2 separate regions of the Mus musculus genome follow, and region 1 is linked to region 2. Evidence: chromatin contacts called from public HiChIP or PLAC-seq data. All regions are on one chromosome and are shown on one strand. The core of a region is the stretch at or near the end of the contact, and the rest is flanking DNA. Distances in the headings are between cores, read along the strand shown.

Region 1 (6,073 bases), core at 3,522-6,021, 280 kb after region 2:
AGCTTCAATACCTCAGAGAGATTTAAGCCAGATATAGTTTTTCTGTCTGCCATGACTTAATTAGCACCCTATTTATGGATTTATTAAATCTTTGTTCCAGAAGAACGTGGTTCCAGAACATAAGAACAAGCTTCAAGGTTATATGAGACTGAAGAAAGAGAGCAACGTACCCAGGATTATAAACCGCAATTAGTTGAGAGAACTCAATGATTAGCAATACCACATGTGTCTCCATTATCTGGATCAGAAGGAAAGATAAATACTCATCCATGAAGACAAAAACATAGGTCAGAATATACCCGATGTATCCTGTCAGCATTGGACATAATCCTATTCTATGAACACTACACAAGAAAATCCAACTAGAGCTATACTAGGGTAATCATAGTTGTTAGGATTTGAGATGACCTCCAATCCAGAGAAAGCCATTTCCTCTACCACAGTATCCTATACTGAAGTGGAAACTTATGGGGTCTTTGGAAAGTCAGTGGCGTCGGTTGGTGTTTTGCTGGGCCAAATACATGAAGGAATGTTTTCACCTGAAGCAGACACAGGTGGAAGGATGTTTTGCTAAAGCAAGCAGGTGAAGGATGAGTGGTCAAGGATTCTTCACTAAAGACACGAGTGTGTTGGTTTGCCCTACATTGCGTTGTTGAGCTCCATTTGTAATAAAGGCAAAAAGAGAAATAAGCCCCCCCCCCAAAAAAAATTCTGGTGGTGTTCTGTTGGCTTCTCACCACTTCCTTGGTCTCAGGCCAATTGGCAGAGTGATGTCAGCTGATACAAACTCACGTGGAGTTTGGCTAAGACAGACTCACACACTGAGGGAAGGACACATGGGGAGGCAAAACCTGTGGAGAACACATGATGTTTGGAGGGAGTATAGATAGGACTCAATGGACAGCAATGGGGGCTTACATGGCTAGCTTTGCAATTCTTCCTTGGTCTCGTGTCTTTGCTGATCTTCAATTCACTGAGGGAGGCACAGCAGAGAACTTCTCTTGTCGTCCCTGGTGGTCCTGGCTGCTCTTGCTGACGCTGCTTCAGTGGAGGCCTGGCTATTTCTACTAGGTCTTGCCACCTCTGCTAATTTGTGTTTGCAATCCTGAACACTACTAAACTGGACTGCTGGTATATTTGTGGAGTGTTTGTGAGTGGATCAAGCAGCCACTGCTGGTTTCTGTGAACTGAACTATTAATTTCCTGACAACACAGATTGGATTTGCTCCAAAGAACAATTTATAAACAGGTCACCTTCCCCTGTATCCTAACAGCCTTTCTTTTCCACCACCACTTCTGGTGGGTGGTGGACTAGAAGGGAGATTAAAGAGTTTATGAATGCTTATTAAAACAGGTTGAGAAACATTAAAGACAACACTATGCAATTATCATATTGATCAAGAAGCTCATTTTAGATCAATAGATTAGGCAACTGAATCTCCTATAGATTTTTAACTTGTTTAACTATGTACTATATTGCTTAGAATTGGTTATATTTAGAGAAATGTAAGACATCTTACAACATTGTCATATAGCTTCTTCTCACCTTACAATGGGATTTTACACTGTGATAAGTATATTAGAAGTCAAATATCTTGTGAGCTGAAAGTGTGTTTAGTACACCCAATCTTCCAATACTCAGTAGCTCTGAACACATTGGATAATTAGCTCTAGGTCTTCTGACACATGACTGATGGGCCTGGGGTTTATTGCCCAGCCAAGCATCCTGAAGAAGTTTGTATTGCATATTGCTAGCCCAGCAAAGGACCAAAATTAAAACATTGGTTTCTACTAAAAAGCATGTTGCTTTTGCTCCACATAAGTCAACAACTGTAAGTCAAGACATCATATATAAGTAAATACTCAAACATATGATATAGGGATGTGTTGTAATCATAGATATTATGAACCCTTCTAAACAGGGGTTTACCATCTAGTTGAATTGTGAAAGATGACAGTAAGACAATCATACAAAGTGTCATTAAGTATTCTAAGACTTACAAGCTGTCTGATGTGGCCTTGAGTTGTCTATCAGCAAGCCTGTGGATAACATCACTCTGTACTCACAGGGAAACTTCTCCACATCCCTAGTTACTGGTCCATTTCTTCCTTTCAACTAGAACTTCGAAAAGGCAATTCACAACATGGCAGGCAGACAAACCACAGAATCTAATCTCCAAGAAATGTAGCAAAACCACATGGCCTCTTTGGTTCTGACTGGAAAGGAACCATTTTCCTCTCACCAAATGAAAGGAATTGCCATCTATGTAGTTGGATGTATATGAGTTTTGTTCTGGTATATTCTCTATATTTTGCTTTTCTGTACTTACACTGAATATTATCACTTGTCTTAGCAGCAAAGTTCACAACCTACACTTCAGGTGCAATTTCTTCTGGGACATGGTCCAGTGCTTTGAGTTTCCATAGGTCCACATGGGTGGAGGGGGTAAGATTTTATATTCATATCTGAGAAAGCTAACCACAAGCCTTGAATATAAAATGCATTGAACAGAGATTACAAAGGCCCTGGCATATTCAATTTCAATGTTATTATTAATATGGTACTTGTGTCTTCCTTCCTATCCCCTAACTAGATATGACAAATGATGGGGTTCAGAAATAACCTGGGGTTCACCACCATAGTCTGTATCTCTCTTACGGTTGAGTCATCTAACAAGGAAAAAATGGTTTCAAAACTTGAATCTATTTCAGAAAGGAAGAAAACATTTTGCCTCTTTTTTGGTCTCCTTAAAATGCTGATTAAGTTCAGACAGGGCCCTCTGCAGGCAGACTTTCCCTGTAATGGTGAGCATCTAGTTAATAACAGCTCAGAGAATCCCACAGCACACACTACAGCTCCAATGGAGGGGAAGGCTGCCTCTTTATCTACTTAATCTATCCACCCATACACTCATGTTCTAATCTATCTATTCAGTCAGTCGGCTCCCCATTTCCCACTCCAATGTGTAGTGATAACATGCTGAGCCATACATGACATTTTTACTATGACTGACAATGAATAGCACGAAAACAAAATGACTCCATGGTAAACACAAATGGGTGGAGCAATTCTAATATGCATTGATGTTTTTAGTATATCTTTAGCTTTCAAGTGTATACTGAAGGAACAAAGCTCAAAGTGGTTAGTGTCTGGCACAAAGTGACCCAGAATGAAAGCAATTATTGGGGCTGGAGAGATACCAGGGTAGGTGGGACAGGGACCGGACCGTGTGAGACCCTATAAAAACGTTATCTTTCACTCAAAGAAGGATGGAAATGCATTAGGCTTTCCTCAGAGAAACATCATGATAATGTCGATTTGAAAAAGGTCCATGTGGATGACATAAGGAGGTCAGAAGCAAACAGAAGTTCGAAAATTCCTGCATCCTCCAGAGGATGGTGAGTCAGACAGAGGCAGTGAGCTCCGGCCAGATCTCGATGCTCTGGAAGTACAGCTGTCAAGATGGATTGGGGGCGGGCTGTGAAAGGAAGAGGGAAAGGGGCCGAATAATGTTCCAGGCTGTATAATCTGAGGAGCAGGGCTCGACAGTTTCCCCAGATCTATTAGCTAGCTCCCTGCTTTCCTGTTATTTGGCGCAGATGTCCTCTGTTCAGAATGGCTCTCACGAGCCATGTGTAGCAAGCATTCAGATTGTTCACACATGTTAGTTCACTCTCCTTTTAAGGAGATGGGAGAATTGTCGTGTGTCCTATTTAACTCAGGTTGATCCTATGTCCAGTTTTTGGCTAGTGAAATGTGAGCCATTTTCAGGTAAAAATTTTAATAGCTAGTTTTGTGTCTTACCTTTTTTTTCTTTTTCCCCTAGTAGGGCAACTAGAAATTTCCTCTAGAGCAGTGGTTCTCAACCTGACCCTCAGCCATAAAATTAATTCGTTGCTACTTCATAAACTGTCATTTTGATCCTGTTATGAATTGTAATGTAAATATATGCTATGTGACCCTGTGGGGGGTCGTGACCTACATGTTGGTAAGTGCTGTTCTAGAGCCTGTCTAGAGTGAGGAATAAAGAATCCAAGTCTCAGATGTTCTTTGGTGGTCATGAGGTATGAAGTAGGAGCAAATCATGGTTGTTATAAACCTCTAAGGTTTGGAGAATTGTTTGTTATTGCAATATAACCAGCCAATTCTGACTGATATATCACATTTTACATAAATAAAAAGACTTGTAGCCTTCTTCAACTCTTTCATACCCCCTCACTTTTACCACCTCTGGACACCACTCATATTGTCTTTCCTTTGTAATGAACATCTGATAAGGACAGACCTCTGGTCCTATCTGTTCACTATTGTGTCCAGTACTTACACCAGTGTCTGACTCATATCGGGCACCAAGGGAAAACTTGGTGAGTGAATGAATTAATGAATGAACGAACAAATGAACAAATGAACGGATGCATGCAATGAGACATTAGGGAGCATGTTACAGAGCAAGAAGAATTAATGCTAAATCTTCCAAGAACACAGAAGCTTTCCAAGGTAAGAAGGAAGCCTGTGGAGAGACTAAGAAGTCCAGGGGACTCTAAGAACCTTTGTCACCTTAGACTACAGCTGTGCAAAGAATTAGAGGTCAAAGAAATTGCAAGATGAGAGATAAGATTACAGACATAGGTTGGATGTGTGTGTGTGTGTGTGTGTGTGTGTTTATTTAAGGGACCTTTCTGTCCTTTTCTAATATGCAGGGACTTTATTTCTTGTACTGTAATGAGCCAACAGAGTTTTTAAAACAGGAAATGACAAGAAGAGTTTTGACTCTGCCTGGACAAATTACATCCAGGGAGCAATTTCTGTTCCTCATTTCTCTCTGGCCACTGCACTGATGTCACCCTGCATCAAATCATTCCTTTGTTTTGTTTTGTTTTGTTCTGTTTTGTTTTGTTTTGTTTTTTTAAAAAAAAAACTCAACAAATGTTTCCTGCTTGCTTGAGCAGTATACAATATATAGTACACAGGGGACAAGCAAAAGGAACACACTCTATACCTCAGATGTGCTTGCCTTGAGAGGGGTTCAAAGCTAATACACAAACGGTAGCTCTACAAGCCACAGAACAAAAAATCCTGGGTGGAGCTTCTGGTTTCTGTGTACCTTTAGTCTCATCTTCACATTTACTCTTGCTCCTTAGCTGGGCTCCTCTAAATCTCCCTTGGTCATTTGGGACCATTTCCATCCAGTGCAAAACAGAGCATCTCTATCAAGTCTCAAAAACAGCAGCACTTGGCATTTTAAAACATTTTACAAAACACCCCAACATGCACATGATCTCACTCCATCCTTTTAAGAGCCCTAGAAATAGTATAAAAGTAAAGCCAAACAAGGGGGGATGGGTTTTGAGAAATTGCAAATTGTCCAAAGGCATTTAATCAGAAAGGCTTGGAATGTGGACCACAAAGAATAGACATGAGTAAGGAAAGATCCACATGGACTAGTAGATCCTTGGTCCCATAGCTGGAATTCCACTGGGTTTGCCTCTGATTAAAATTGCATTCTTGCACCTATGGAACCCCAGATACTGCGACAAAGAAAATAGTCTCTGCTTTTTCTGGAAGTTAGTATCACAGTGTAGAGTCTACAGTCTCCTCTGTTCCATGGCCGAGTTTCCCTTCCTCTACAATTCCTAATAAACCCATCAGGAAGCTTATGCTATTATGTGGTACTGGGCAGAGTTAGTACGTGACATGCCACATGGTGCCACCTCTGCAACAGTCTTCTTTTTAACAAGGGTAACATGCTAGGCTCAGTGGTTTCTGCCCACTCTACCAGTTGTTAGAGAGCAGTTTTTCTTGCTGACAAAGGACAGTAAAACTGTCAGGTCCCAGAACTGACTATTCCAGAAAAAAAAGCTCTTCAGAAAATCTGTTTTACTCATTCCTTTCCTTGATGTGCTTTTTGGTGACCTAACATTTTGGAGTCTCACCAACTTGTAGGGCTAACTGGCGCCGTTTGAAACACTCAGTCATGGGTAAGAAATGCCATAGAGGGTCAACAGCATCCTCAGCACCAGGTCCCCCACATGAGTGCATCTGGCAGTTCATGCTTTACAAGTGGCTCCCTGG
Region 2 (5,814 bases), core at 469-2,968:
CTTGCTCTTCAGGATTTGCTCAGCCTGTTTTCTTACAGAACCCAGGACCACCAGCCCAGGGATGGCACCACTCACTGTATGTTGGGTCCTCCCCCATCAATCACTAATTAGAAAAATGCCCTACAGCCTGATCTTATAGAGGAATTTTCTCAATTGAAGGTCTTCCTTACAGAAGACTCTAGTTTGTGTCAAATTGGCATAAAACTAGACAACACACTTGATAATTCTGGACAGATGCAAACATAAAATAAGAGAGCTTTATTCTTTTTCCTTCATTAAAAAAATCTACGCAGTAATTTAAAAATAAAGTTTCCAACTATTATTATTATTATTACTACTATAGAGAGAAAAGACTGTTCCCCAGTAAAGCACAGAAATGTGTCCTTGTACAGAATGCTGATACAGGAGTCAGCTCCCTTAAGGTCTGGTGAACACTGAGGCAGTCTGTACAGTACACAACTCTTCAGGTCCTGCAGGAGGCTGTTGCTGCTAGATATTAAAATCAAATGAAAGGAGTTATGAAGAGATAACTTACAGGATGCAGCCACAAACTGACTCTTGAAATACAAGCTGTTTATCATTCTGAGATTAAGCCATCCCTACATTTTAAAATACAATAAAACAATCTGTTTTTTCATCTGCTAGTGTATTGGGGAAAATCAATATTATATTAATTAAAATGCTTTCTTGATTAATATTTATGAATAATCTGGAAGGCACACAAGTAAGCTATGTGATCAGAAATTTATATTCCATGTGATTCATAGTGAAAACAAAAAATTCTATTTGAAGAAAAGTTAGTAAAGATGGCAAAGCTTTTTAAATGTCTATACTGCTTATATATTCTCTTGTCTAGATCCTTTCAGGAATATTGATTATTTGTGTATTACCCAACTGCAGCACAGATATTTTAGATTAACTTAGTGATATTTCTAATACATGTAGGGTTCCAAGTTTGACTTGTGACTCCTGGCTAAGGTATTTTAAAAGATTCACCATCAGGCTCAGCTATGTAGTGATAGGAAAGGGGCACTGAAAACTGTCAGCCTATGGTATCACAGCCAATGCTAATCAGAGAGTGTGACGAGTCCTTCACCCTCAGAAGTATTACAGTCTAGATGTTAACAAGGTAGGGAGTGACCCACCTCCATGGATTCTTTAATTTAAAGCCATGACTATTAGGTAGTAGTAAGAACCAAAAAGGATACAAAGAATTGTAAAAAATACAAATCCAAAGCGTTCAGGTACTAGTACTAGTTGAAAGGTAAAATAAGCACTTCAAATTAAACATAACATACGTAATTTCCTAACAACTAAAAGGAATGTTGCACGCAGGTACAGTACAAAGGCACCTGGGAAGTCAGTTTCTCAACAGCTGGTATCAAGGGGTTTCAAAGCAGTCTGGGCTCACCTTCTCTTAGCAGTTACACCCAGAACTCACAATATCTCTATTTGCTGAGTACTGCAGAGGTAACAGGTCCAGTTTCAAGTATAATGTATGCTTATGAATGTGGTGGTTTGAATGGAAATGCCCCCCACAATCCCACAGGGAGTAGCACTATAAGGTCTTGTTGGAGTAAGCATGGCCTTGTAAGAGAAAGTATATCACTGGGGTGGGCTTTGAGTTCTCAGAAGCTCAAGCCAGGCCTAGTGGCTAACTGTCTCTTCCTGCTGCCTTCAAATCCAAATATAGAATCCTCAGCTACCTCTCCAACATCCTGTCTACCTGAATGCCACCATGCTTCCCACCTTGACAATAATGGACTAAACATCTAACCTACAAGCCAGCCCCAATTAAATGTTTTCCTTTATAAGAGCTGCCATGGTCACGGTGTCTCTAAACAGCAATAAGACCCCAAGTAAGGCAGTTATTCTTACCCTGATCTAATACTGATGGGAACAAGAGCTGAACTGATACGAAATGTATTACTGAACTTAAATAACCCACAGCACCTTATAACAAGCTACTAAGAAACAGCTAATGTTTAACTCAGCTTCTCTAACTCCAAAGACACTGACTTTTTGTTTGTCTGTTTGCTGACAGAATCTTACTATCTCAGTGATAAGGGTACTGAGCTGCTGGAAAGGTTGGCTTGTTCTGATGGACAAAGGGGGACTTCTGTCCCATGACACTGCTTATCTCTGGCTTTGTTGGCAATCTTTGGGTAGTGAATTTAAGCAAGTCAAAGACCTGAATCTTCATCATATGTCATCATACCACATCCGCTCTTGTCCAAGTTTCCCCTTTTATGATACTAGTGACAGTGGATGAAGGGGCCACCCTAACCTTCCTGTAGCCCTCATTTTCATATATGAACACAATGCTCACTAAATGGAGGCTGCTTTGCTCCTCCTCTCAGGGGATATGGTGATGTCTGGAGAGATTTCTATTTGTTCTGAATCTCGGAGGGTAAGAAATAACGAGTGTATAGAAGACAGGGAACTCTACTAAACCCACTACAATTCATAGGATGGCTCCCAATAGCTGAAAAATATCCAGTCCAAAATGCTAAGGCGATGTCCAATAAAGGAAGATTGCAGTGAACGTGGGAAAACATCTGAGCTGAGTTTAAAGCAGTTGGGTTAGAACCACCTGGAATGAGGTGACAAGGGTGAATCCTAGAGAAGGAAACTCGTGCTGACTAGACAAGACAGGTTTGCAGTTAACAAGCAGACTCTTTAAAAAGCCTGAGGAAGACAGCTACAGTGTAGATCTTAAAAAGAAAAGCCTGAGGCCACACTGGAAATAAAAACAATATTAGAAAACAGAATGGACCTTTGGAGGACTGAAAGACCTGGCTAGCGTTACTTACTTTTTTTGACTAATAAAATGTACACAATAGAATTTTATAGTTAGATCAATCAAAAAAGGAGAAAGAGACTAATTAGAGTTCTACTGCAATAGTTAAATGACTGGAGTACTCAAGCTTGTGATTGTGACACAGGGAGAACGCACAAGTGTACACACTGTTACCTACCTGGAAAAATAGAAGGCAGATTTTCTCTTGTTACAGAATGTAGCAAATTATTCCTCTTACCTGTAATGCACTGAAACTGTCCATCTTCTCTTCTTATCGTAAAGGCTTCCCCTGGATTAACCTGTACCAGAATAACCTGGAAACAACGGAAGAAGAATTCATCAAAACAATAAAAGAACCAATCAGTATAGAAAAATGTGCAGCTAGTTCTTGAGCATATGTGAGCTAATTAACCTTAGAAAACTGGACATACTACATTGTGCTTATTTTAGTATTCAATAGGTCATAATCAGGCTAGAAAAAAGAAAACAAAAAGAAAAAAATAAGCTAATGGCAAATTTACTGAGAAGTAAAAAATTTCAGTAAAAATGATGGAGTCAAACCTTACAATTGTGGATTACATATTATACTTTAACACAGCACTTAGGAATTGATAAACTGATAATGAGATTCTACTTGAATTAAGAGAAAAAGTTATATGTGAAAATGTGAATTTAATTTCATCATTTATAAGTAAACTATATACTAATTTTCTGACATTTGAAACCTGATAAAACAAAAAACTGGAAAAATGAAATCTAGAGTCCTAAAATACAGTCAAGATAATGATAAAATTCTTCACTTCATTATCTGTGCAGAATTGCTTTATCTCCTAAGTTTTATATAACACTGTGATATTCTAAAAGAACTTCCATGTTATAGTACTCAAGTATCCCATCACGGGAGCACCTCACTGCATCACCAGCTAAGCAGTCTTCCCTTAGATGAGGAGTTCTGGCAGCCCTCACCTTAATGTTTCCATTAATGTAGACAGCAAAGTTAGCTTGATTTCCTTATAACAGAGATGTAGAAAACAAACCCTGGTGCCCTTTACTCTATTACCTTAAAGTTCTCTCCTATGTTACATCCCCTCTCACACTCTAGAAGCACACCCTTTCACTGCATCCTGAATATGCCTCAAGTTGTAGCGTTATACTGTTTGATGCTGTAGCAGATCTTAATTTGCTGGTGTTTCAGTACTGGGATCAAACCTGGGCTTTCACACATGATGGACAAGCAACCCACCACTGAGTAAAATGCCTTCCGTGAGAACTGCACTTCTCTGCTTCTCAGCATAAAACTCAGTGTGTTTTATACTAAGTCTTTTGTAAATGGTCTGATTGTGTCACCTTACTATTTATTTCGTAGGCTTTCAAGTGTTTCTAGAAATTTACATGACTGCTCTACATAATTTAGAATAATGTCTTACTATATTCTTATGTTGTAAACATTCTCTCACTTTGTTTTTGCCTTTTACTTTACTAGAATTATTTTCCTATTGTCAATGTTGTCTTTTTCTGTTATGATATTTTCTATTGTTTCCATATTTAATTTCTTTTATAGTTGTGTGATTTAGTAACAAGAGCCAGATGTATTTATCACACACTTAAAATGTGCTTGTATGTAAGTATGGTGTAAGTAAAATACAGGGTAGATTTTAAAAGCATTTTAGTACCCCAAAAACCCTAACAGTGGAAAATACATCATTAGCAGCGTTTGTGTTTATTTCCCATTACTCCAGTATTCTGGACATAGTTGTGTAAAAATAGTATAATTAGTTTTGCCTGTTTAAAAAATTTAAGGTGACTATTAAAGTTTTTACATGGTTTGCATTATAATTTCACTGGACAATCTATTCAGAGGATGTATAAATATTTGTTTCTGATTCAACATGACTAGCTGCTTTATGTTCCCACCATAATAGGCTGCATCGATCCAAACTGTAACTGGGCAAAAGACATTGTGTCATATTCTGGTGAAGAATCTGCCTTCATTGTGCCTGTGTCCTGAGAACCTAAGTGAGGCTGAACTAGAAAGCAATGAACTGAGTTATTTGGCAGGAAAGTTTCAAGGCAGAAGAACATTCAGACTGTTCTCTGCTCTTACCCACATCTACCAAAAGAAAGAGCAAAAAGAAGGAAAAGTGTGAAGCTTGGAAAGGAAAGAAGTGTGATCAAGTTTAAAGCCGCAGACGGACAGCTCTAACTGTGAAGAGGCTAGCATCAATGGAGGGAAACGTCTTGTTCATTAGAACAATAGGAAAGGTGCCGGAGGGAAAGAGCCCTACTCACTGAAGGTTTTGTGAAAATACAAACTGATTCTAAATGAGTGAACCTGGACTCAACAGGGTCCCCACCACAGATATTTCCCAAGGACCAAAAAATAGAAGATACTGCAGTTGTGGTCCAAGGGGTATAGGATATATACAGCTCCATCCAGCAACAGAAATGACAGCAATGTCCACAGGTTCTGGTTTTGCACGTGCACACAATGCAAAGGGTCATGGAGATTTTGACAGTTCTGGAAAAGCACTAAGACCAGACAGTATGTGGCAGGACTACATTCTCTGTAAGGAAACCATGAGAGGCCACTGCATGAAGCTGGGAAGAGGAAGACCAAGTTACAATAAAGACCTGGATGTGCAAAGGATCCCAGGGTGCTGTCAAGGGAAGCTGCAGCACGGTAGTCATAGCTATGTGCTACGGGCCTCAGAGATAGAGGGATGGGGTTAGTGTTGCCCAAGCCTTTAGAGTCAACCCCTAGATGATTCTATCATCTTCTTCTTCGGGGTTTAGTTTTTGCCTTAGTGAACTTCAGACTTGTTTTGCTCTAATCCAGTGGTTCTCAACCTGTGGGTCACTACCTGTATTAGAGGGTCTAAGGGCCCTTTCACCAAGGTCACCTAAGACCATCCTGCATATCAGGTATTAACATTAGGATTCATAACAGTAGCAAAATTAGTTATGAAGTAGGAATGAAAATAATTTTATGGTTGGGGGGGTCACCACAACATGTA

What was found. HiChIP or PLAC-seq counts read pairs in DNA pulled down with a chosen protein or histone mark.
Region 1: an H3K27ac HiChIP or PLAC-seq map of extraembryonic endoderm stem cells shows a contact between it and region 2. The contact joins two enhancer-like sites. A contact is called at or near these places in 1 of 15 datasets of contacts at CTCF or cohesin (the NIH/3T3 cell line), 3 of 484 Hi-C or Micro-C datasets (bone marrow-derived macrophages, cortical neurons and nephron progenitors) and 1 of 115 datasets of contacts at active chromatin or transcription factors (extraembryonic endoderm stem cells).

Annotation. Positions count from the first base shown.
Region 1 is chr14:72,929,045-72,935,117 of GRCm38.p6, forward strand. No RefSeq gene overlaps it. Among named protein-coding and RNA genes, the nearest start is that of Gm41207, 62 kb to the left of the region's middle. Within about 2 kb of position 4,772, at least 32 of the 459 cell types and tissues checked have an H3K27ac peak or open chromatin away from gene starts, as enhancers often do. A contact at or near this core is called in extraembryonic endoderm stem cells, where this site is marked.
Region 2 is chr14:72,648,978-72,654,791 of GRCm38.p6, forward strand. Fndc3a (fibronectin type III domain containing 3A) reads right to left here. Exons shown (of 26, transcript NM_207636.2): 3 at 3,039-3,114. Among named protein-coding and RNA genes, the nearest start is that of Fndc3a, 58 kb to the right of the region's middle. Within about 2 kb of position 1,719, at least 7 of the 459 cell types and tissues checked have an H3K27ac peak or open chromatin away from gene starts, as enhancers often do. A contact at or near this core is called in extraembryonic endoderm stem cells, where this site is marked.